2 separate regions of the Danio rerio genome follow, and region 2 is linked to region 1. The links are chromatin contacts, called in public HiCAR-type maps. All regions are on one chromosome and are shown on one strand. The core of a region is the stretch at or near the end of the contact, and the rest is flanking DNA. Distances in the headings are between cores, read along the strand shown.

Region 1 (4,672 bases), core at 1,257-3,756:
TCACCTTACAACAAGAAGGTCACTGGTTTGAGTCCTGGCTGGGCCAGTTGGCATTTCTATGTGGAGTTTGCATGTTCTCACCGTGTTCATGTGGGTTTTCTCTGGGTCCTCCGGTTTTCCTCACAGTCCAAAGACATGCACTATAGGTGAATTGGGTAAGCAAAACTGGCCATAGTGTATGAGTGTGTGTAACTGTATGGGTGTTTCCCAATTTGTGGTTGCAGCTGGAAGGGATCCACTGCGTTAAACATATACTGTTTTAGTTGGCTGTTCATTTTGCTCTGGCAACTCCTAATAAATAAGGGAATAAGCCGAAGGGAAACGAATGAACGAATCCACATTATACTTAAAACAGTTTTCCAAAATGGTGATCTGTTTCTACAGAAACCTTTGGTGAGTAAGAAAAAAATGTAGTTCGTAAAATATGTCTTTAATGTGTCTGGTAAATAAAGCTTTTTTTTTTTTTTAAATATCAGTCACACCACATTTTAGTAGTTGTGGGTTAACAATACAAAAATGATAATCCGTTTTAGTTATGGGAACACTTAAATGTAAGCTGTGTTAGTATTGTCTGATTTCTACCTGAATAATGTTCACTACAGCACAGATATAGATATTGTTTTAAGGGAAAATAAAAAATGGGGAAAAATTTGTATGTTATAGATTTTAAACCGATTCCACAACAGTAAATGGCTGAACAGGGTAAATTGCATAAATAAACATTTTATTAATACATTTGTATAGGAAAAAAATCAACAGGCAATAAAGAATTCAGTATAGTTGCTTAAGCAATGTTAATTTATCAATATACATTTTTAAATTAAATGAGACCAAAAAAGCACGCTACAACAATTTGAAGTATTTGATTGGGCCAATAACATGATTGGGCAGACTAGATGGTTTTTCAATTGGCTCAACACATTATTTCTTATTGAGCCAATGTTAACAGGCTGCTAGTCAAATTAACAAAAAATAAATAAATAAAAAATAACCTTTGCCGAATTTTAACATTTTGAATTTTGCTGTGACCAATCACTTAAAAATTTTGAGTTTGGGCAGAATTTTTTTTTTTTTTTTTTAATACAGTGAAGAGACCACTTGTAAATGAATTTTAATAGGGAAAATTCCTAAGTACCTTTTTTGGTTGCGCTTTAAGTAGCCTTAACTCGTACTTGAACATACTTGAACACTATGCACCTATTGTGTTCATAAGGTATTGCACCAATGATTTTTTAAAAATACAGTACAATATAAAAACATCTATGTAAATAATGCATTATACTGGATGAGTAATTTAAATACACGTGCATATTAAGCCATAATGAAAACTGACCAATTTCTTCTAAATTTAAAATAAATATACTGTCAAGAGCATAAAATAGTTATTGGTCAAAATAAACCTTCATGATTTACTTTCTTCTATTAAACACACAAGATATTTTGAAAAATGCCTGTTTAAGATGAGCACTTTACCCATTCACTTTCACAGTTGGTTAAATAACTACTATTAAAGTCAGTGGGTACCATCAACCAGCATCCTTAAAAATAACTTATTTTGTATTCAACAGAAGAAATTCTAACAGGTTTTGAACAAGTGCAGGTTGAATAAATGATAACAGAGATATCAGTGTTTAGATTTTAAGTGTTTTTGTGAAATATTTTTCAATCACAAGTGAAAATCTATTTGTTATTTTTGACCATGGTTGTGAATTTTTGCTAAATTAAAAATGCTTTAAATTAGGTTTTTTTCTTTTAGAAACTATGATCTTTATTGAATAAAGCAAATTTAACTTTACTCAATCACATATTTCCAGTAAATTCAGAGAAACTGATAATTTTCAAGTTGTCTCTTAATTTTCCCCTGAAGCAGGCACACGCATATCAATTACTTGTCCATCCCTTTATGACCACATCTTATATTGGCTACAACCTTTCTCTTTTTTCCCCACTAAACTCAAATGCCTTCACTGATGCCAATAAAGCACCTTTGGGACATGGTGGAATGGGAGATTTGGATCATGGATGTACAGCCGACAAATCTGCAGCTGAGTTCACTCCATGATGCAACTATGCCAGTATCAACCAAAATCTCAAAACAATGTTTTCAGCGTCTTATTGGTGAATCAGATCTAAAGGTAAATTGGGGTCTAACCTACCTGTACGACGAGGTGTGCCAAAAAAAGTGACAGGTTAGTACATACTGTATACTGATTTATTAGCCATTAATCAACTGATAAAGTAGCAAAATAGCACACAACCCTTCTTTTGAATTAGCTTGAAAACACTTTTTTTTTTTTTACTCAGTTGTTTGTAGTTTAGTGAGATTTTCCATATTCATTTTTGCCTCCCCCCCTCTCTGTGGACCCCAGGAATGTCACACTCTCTCCGACGGACCCCAACAGCTGTAAGGAGCGACAGAGAGATAGAAAGCACATGGCACTGGCTATTTTTAGAGCTCATTCAGACTAGAATATCCCTTCTCTTTCCATGGCTGTGGCTGTTCCTTCTGGATCTCTCCTTGGCTGAAAGTTCTGGAAAATCTTCACAGCAGCAGGACAAGTTCATAAAGACCCCAGACCAATACAGGACAGCGCATTTCAACAACAACAACAACAGCAACAAAAAAGAGATAAAGTCCAGTGATTAAAAGTCAACTGGAATATTAAACAGGGCAACATGGCTCTACTATGTTACAACAGAGGCTGCGGGGATCGATTTGATGCAGACAAAAACACTGATGGTAATATTTCTGCTTTATTTTTATGGTTTGTGTGTGTATATATAGTAAAAATGGGTGGTTACGATTTTTTTTTCAATTGAAGGAAACGTATTTCAAATGTTCATGTGAAGGTCGTGGTCACCTGCATGTTACAAATAACCAACAACTTTTGAGAAATCTGAAGTGTTTCATCATTTTCTTTACTAGGCCTGTGAGACTGCTGATTCATTTACTGAATTATGTAGAGCAGTTGTCAAATGAATGAGATCTGCTAGTGTTGGAGACCCTGGAGGCTGATTAAATCATGACAGGATTGTCATTTTTAAACTATCACTTCAAAGGTGCAGTAGGTGATTATCTTCAGAAACATTTTTTTGTTGTGCTGGTTAAAAGTTTCTTCACATTCCAATAGTAATGATTAGTGTCAGACGGAGTCTGCTGTCATCTTAAGATGCGCGTTTAATTTCAGGAGGCATGGCTTTAGACTGCAGGGGAGGGGGACTGTGTTTTCAAAGTTATTATGCTAACAGTTAGCATTTGGGTAGATCACCTACTGCACCTTTAAAGTGGTTTCAAATCTGGAAGAATTTCTAGTTTGTATAAAAACAAAAAGGAATATAATTTGAAGAATGTTGGAAACCGGTTGCCTTTGACATCCATTGTTGGAAAAAGAAAGGATTAGCGTTAGTGGTTAATTTTGTGGGGTAATACTGTCGCTTCACATCAAGAAGGTCACTTGTTTGAGCCTTGGCTAGGTCAGTTGGTACTTCTGTGTGGGGTTTGCATGTTCTCCCCGTGTTCATTAGTGCTCCGGTTTCCCACACAATCCAAAGATATGCACTATAAGAGAATTGGATAAACTAAATTGTCTGTAGTGTATGTGTGTGAAGTATGAGCATTTTTCCAGTGATGGGTTGCAGCTGTAAGGGCATCCGCTGTGTAAAACATATGCTAGATAAGTGGGCGGTTCATTCTGCTGTGGTAACCCCTAATTAATAAATGGACTAAGCTAAAAAGAAAATGAATTAATGAATACTTTTCCAATGCGGTTAATTTTAAAGGTTAGTTTTTTAAATGGTTATTTTACCAACATTTAAAAAAATCTCTTGCATTCATCAGAAAAAAAATAGTTTGGAACAAGCCGAGGGTGAGTAAATGACAGCTTTCTTTTTGGGGTGAACTATGACTTTAAATTGGCTTTCATTTTGCAATAAGACAGCCTCCTGCTATGTACAACAATATCTTTTTGTGTTTTATTTACACTGACAGGGGAAAAAAGTGAATCCACAGAGTCTCTAGCACATTTGGAAGTGTTCTAATCAAAAGTTGCTTACATAAAAGGCTCATCTGCCAACTGTTTTTGCCAGGCATGTGATTGAACGTGAATGTTGTTTATGCCAGCAAGCAAGGCTTCAATCCTGTTGAGTCGTGTTCATGAAAAAATAATAAGGATGGACTGCAGCCTAGATAAACGTCTCCTGCTAACATATTTCTCTCTCTTACCGCCTAAAGATGCCTGTCGGTTTCACCCAGGAGTGCCAATCTTCCACGACGCCTTAAAGGTGAGCTCAAAATGCATTTTTTTTTTCTGGGTCTTTATTTGGACTCAGCGTTCAGACCGCCGGCTGTTCACTTCTTGCGCTGTCGTAACTTGATAAGCACATTGTCTTGGTGTTTTTGTCCGCTTCTCAGGGAGTCTAATATTCATGTTTTTGTTTTGTTTTGTTCTGGGCTGTCTGATGTGGCTCTTTGTTTGGGTTTTCTCCTCAGGGCTGGTCGTGCTGTAAAAAGCGGACGACAGATTTCTCGGAGTTCCTGTCAATCAAGGTATGCTAATAATATGATAATCGTCATGCTGCTTTTCATACGATGCACATACTGTAGACTAGACGGAAATTACATCTCCGACACCCTCCAAATACTGAATGGTAAAACAGAATTGTAATACAACCC
Region 2 (4,672 bases), core at 1,303-3,802, 100 kb before region 1:
GCAAAAAGGTCCACTTTTTGAGAAAAAAAGTACCACCACTTTCAGCGGGCTGTCTACGGGTCTGTTTAAGGAATAAATCGATTGTTTGTATATTAAAGTTTCTTCATAATACCCTGGGCTCCAATAAAGAGACTTTATTTTTTTAACTGTAGAAATACTTGTGTGGTTCACTTTATTGTTGTATGTTTGTCCTGTGTGAACATTATAATGTTAATTGCATTGTTTTTGTGTGTGTACATACCTCACTATAAAAATAATTTAGGAGTGTCAAAAATTAAGGATGCATTTTCTTTTTTTTTCAGTGATGCTGTTTAAATTTTTATTAACCCATAACATTTCTCACAAAACTAAACTGACTAATTGTAGAATGAGGCAGACTTATGATCCTCCAAGATAAAGTCAAAGTTTGACAGTATTGCGGTTTTGCTCTTTACACCACTTCCTTACGCAGAGAGGTGTGTTGAAGGTTGTACTTCCCCTCACAAACATTCTCTGTTGCTTACATCATGTTTGACTCTGTTCTATTTTGAAGATAGTCACAGTTTATTTCCTAGTTATGGGGCATATGTTCAAACATCTGAATAATTTCCTTATTTACTAATAAATCTAACGTTAAATAAAAAAGAATTAAGCCAGATGTGTGAAATGTTTGTTTATCTCTTGAATCTTTCTGCTTACCATAACATCTGTAGAGACTGTTGTATTACAGTGTATTTTGATATTCATTCATTCATTCATTTTCTTGTCGGCTTAGTCTCTTTAATAATCGCCACAGTGGAATGAACCGCCAACTTATCCAGCAAGTTTTTATGCAGCGGATGCCCTTCCAGCCGCAACCCATCTCTGGGAAACATCCACACACACTCATACACTACGGACAATTTAGCCTACCCAATTCACCTGTACCGCATGTTTTTGGACTGTGGGGGAAACCGGAGCAACCGGAGGAAACCCACACGAACGCTAGGAGAACATGCAAACTTCAAAGAGAAATGCCAACTGAGCCGAGGCTCAAACCAGCGACCCAGCGAGCTTCTTGCTGTGAGGCGACAGCACTACCTACTGCGCCACTGCTTCGCTGTATTTTGATATATATTATTTTATTATTAAATTGCTGTTTAATTAGTAGTTGATATTGATAGTTGTGTTTTTTTTTTACAACAAACACCATTGTCTCACATGTGTAAAGTGGGCAGACATAGAAAAAAATTCTGGTGGACGCTCTGTCTGGTCTTCATTTCATCATGCTTTTCTCCTTTTGATAGGTGTCATAATATAGTGAAAACCAGAAGACAGACAAGGCAAAGAGATATGAAAGCTTTGTTGTGGTCTTAAAACATCTGGATGTTATTTTCAGAGATGTACAAACATGCTACTCTCATCAGAATGCAAAATTCAAATAATATATTTATAGTTTCTTACAAATGTAAGTTTATATATATATATATATATATATATATATATATATATATATATATATATATATATATATATATATATATATATATATATAATAATAACCACGACAACAACAACTATTCTTATGATATATAGGCTCATTTCATTCATTCTCTTTTCGGCTTAGTCCTGTATTAATCAGAGGTTGAATGGGAATAAACCAACATTTATTTATTAATTTATTTATTTATTCAGGAATTTATGGATTTATTTACTCATTTATTTATAAATTTGAATAATTATTTATTTATTATTTTATTTGTGCAGGAATTTATGGATTTATTTAACCATTTGTTTATATATTTGTATAATTATTATTTTATTTATGCAAGAATTTATAGATTTATTTACTAATTTATTTATGTATTTGCATATTTATTTATTTATAATTTTATTCATGCAGTAATTTATGGATTTACTCATTTATTTATAAATTTGCATATTTATTTATAAATTATTTTATTTATGCAGGAATTTATGGATTTATTTACTCATTTATTTATATATTTGCGAATTAATTAATTAATTAATTTATTTATTTGTTTATAGTTTTTGCAGGTTTCGTCCTCCATAGTCTCAGCTCTCTGATTGGTTGGGTTTGGGTTCCAAATAAGTGGAATGTCAACATGAACTATATACAAAAACATTTAATCTGCATGAATTTTATTTAACACACATTACTTAAAATATATATATATTCTAGGCAAACCCCAGCGGCTAATGAATGAACTACAGTATACCTATTAATTGTTACACTAAAAAGCCAAAAAGCATAAAGAAATAATTAGCATTTTAAAAAGTTCATAATTGCCCAAGCAAATTATGTAGAATAAAATAAAAACTAAACTTAAAACTCCATTAAGTACATTAACTGTAACATATGTTTAAACATTAGAGCATTAATTAAAACCTCCGTGGTATTTTAGCCTAATTATTTATGGATTAACTGTCCTAAAAGAACCTCGAGTCGACAGTGGTAACGCTTTTTTCCCACGAGCGAGTGAACGCCGCTTTCTTCCGCCCAATCAAACTCCAGCTCCTCGTTCACCTGATCACAGCGAAGCCATTTTGTCCTGAACGGCTCCGCCAGCGCATTCTTCACCAAACCGGAATAACGTAGAGCTGACAGTTCCACAGACACGGCGACAGACGGCGGGGTTTGTAGCCACACCAGCCCGAATTTAGTCCTGAACAACTCGACGTCTCTCGGTGTCTCCACGGGCGGAACCGTGTCAAATTCGCGGACTAAAGGGAGACTTTTAGCGGGACGGAAAGGAAGAGAAGCAGGCATCCGGTTAGACGCGCTGGCTCACCGGGCTGGAGTCCAACTTAAGCCGGACACTTTCAGCTGTTCTCGTCGGGATGCGCCTGGGACCTGTTTAAAACAACATTAACCGTTGTTTTTGAAGGTTATGTGTTATTTAGAAATAGCTTAGTCTTTGCTTGCTTTTCGTTGCTAGTTCTCTGATATAAGAAAGCTGAAGCTCGGATGTGATTTATCTACTCAGCTGGCTGGGCAGATAGTTTAGGTTTTGGTTAGATGTTCATAGCTTGGTTACATAATATTTCTTCCCTTTTGTTACCGGCAGAGTAACATTTTTGAGTTAATCCTGCCTTCTTGCGTCCTCTTTAGTTACCAAGTCTCTCGCAGGGTTTGGTTTGTACGTCTATGCATATTTTTCCTCGCAGCAAACCTGTCAGAGTTCCTTCTGGTTGCCAAGTCTTGGTGCCAGGATTATAAAGGCAGAGAATAAAGAACCACAAGGGAGATTTGCTTATCTTATCATTAGCTAGGCTGCCGGTGCTTCCTACATCCAGTTAAAAGCTCTGTATTGGTGAGGCTCGAGCTGGCTGACAGGTGATATTTTCTGCCTGAATCCTCTGAGCTGGCCTGACTGATAGCTATGACATTTTCCAACAGTTGTTTTGTATCTTCAGGCTTCAATAGTACTAGTGTCTGCTCTTGGTGCCAACGCTGCATTAGTAATATTAGCTAACAAAAGCTCAGATCGCCCCCTTTCCGAATTAGTTACGGCATATCTAGTTGTGACATTTTTACTAGTTAGATCAACTTTTCCTTCCCTTTTTTGCTACAAGACGTGTGCAGATTAGTGTCACTTGACTTGCTGGCTGGTTCGAAGCCTATAAAACTCAACCGTTTGTATCGAGTCAAGTGTATTTTTGTAAAATCGTCAAACTCCTATACTAGGATCTTAGAGGAAATACACAGGTTTGCAGTCAGACCGTATCAAGTTTAGTGGTTGGGTTTTTCGAATCTCAGCGCTGAATTAAAATGTCAGGACAGTCCATCACAGATCGCATCGCTGCAGCCCAGCACAGCATGACTGGATCAGCCATCAGCAAAGCCGTCTGCAAGGCCACAACGCATGAAGTCAGTGGACCCAAAAAGAAACACCTCGATTGTAAGTATGCCAAAATAATCCTCATATTTCTTTGCAGATATTCTTGGATGCTTTCTAAAAGCCCAAAGTCTAACTGGATCCCTGGCATGCAGTTCCACTAGCTTTGCACATCCTCAGCTGTCTGGACACCAGTGATGAATTGGAACGTGCTCGTGATGGGAATGCTGATTTGTCTTTGGACGTGGTCAGTTCAGGGAGCTGAGGCCACTGTGGCAGTATGCAGTCATTCACTGTCTTTGTGGCCAATTTTTTTGTTTTATAATGATGTATGAGTTACCGCAGCAGTGATGAAGAGCTTATACGATCACGCAATCAGCTTCAATCTATTAATATCTGCTTCATAATAAGCCGCTGCTGTGATTTGAATCGTTGAATGCAGCTGTCAGGGTTTCTGAGGCATTGTGTTTGAAGTCATGTGATGTGCGTAATGTCTTCACGTCTTGTGTGATCCTCTTTAACAGTCATCGCCGAGACGGTGTGGGAGCGGCGAAGGTCAATACAGGCATGTGTGCAGTGAAGCATTGAGTCATTGATTCTTTTGACAAAAGCAGAGATAATGCAGAATGCTGCACATCACTTTCAATCTCACATAGGCAGTGCACAACATGGAGAAACGCAACACGACTCCTGAAGTATCTGCACGACTTCTGTCTAATATTCTGCGTGCAATAAATTAGGGCTGTGCAATATGACTATATTGTATGGACAAAATATGTTTATGTTTTACATTTAGTCAACATTGAGGCAGAATAAAAACAAGGTTTATTGTTTTTATAATATGCTTTATTTTT

The links. HiCAR-type assays count read pairs that join an accessible place to other places.
Region 2: a HiCAR-type map of caudal fin shows a contact between it and region 1, with 5 times the contacts expected there. The contact joins the promoter of si:ch211-200p22.4 here to the promoter of zgc:92429 in region 1. A contact is called at or near these places in 6 of 18 Hi-C or Micro-C datasets (caudal fin, embryo, hematopoietic stem cells and 2 more) and 3 of 4 datasets of contacts at active chromatin or transcription factors (caudal fin, embryo and pancreas).

What each region holds. Positions count from the first base shown.
Region 1 is chr7:23,727,619-23,732,290 of GRCz12tu, reverse strand. It overlaps zgc:92429, which reads left to right and starts at 2,506. Exons shown (of 11, transcript NM_001003457.1): 1 at 2,506-2,740; 2 at 4,232-4,281; 3 at 4,490-4,546. The coding sequence starts at 2,677.
Region 2 is chr7:23,830,942-23,835,613 of GRCz12tu, reverse strand. It overlaps si:ch211-200p22.4, which reads left to right and starts at 2,552. Exons shown (of 18, transcript XM_689068.9): 1 at 2,552-3,881. The coding sequence starts at 3,752. It overlaps LOC103911374 (a long non-coding RNA gene), which reads left to right. Exons shown (of 4, transcript XR_012383272.1): 4 at 1-155.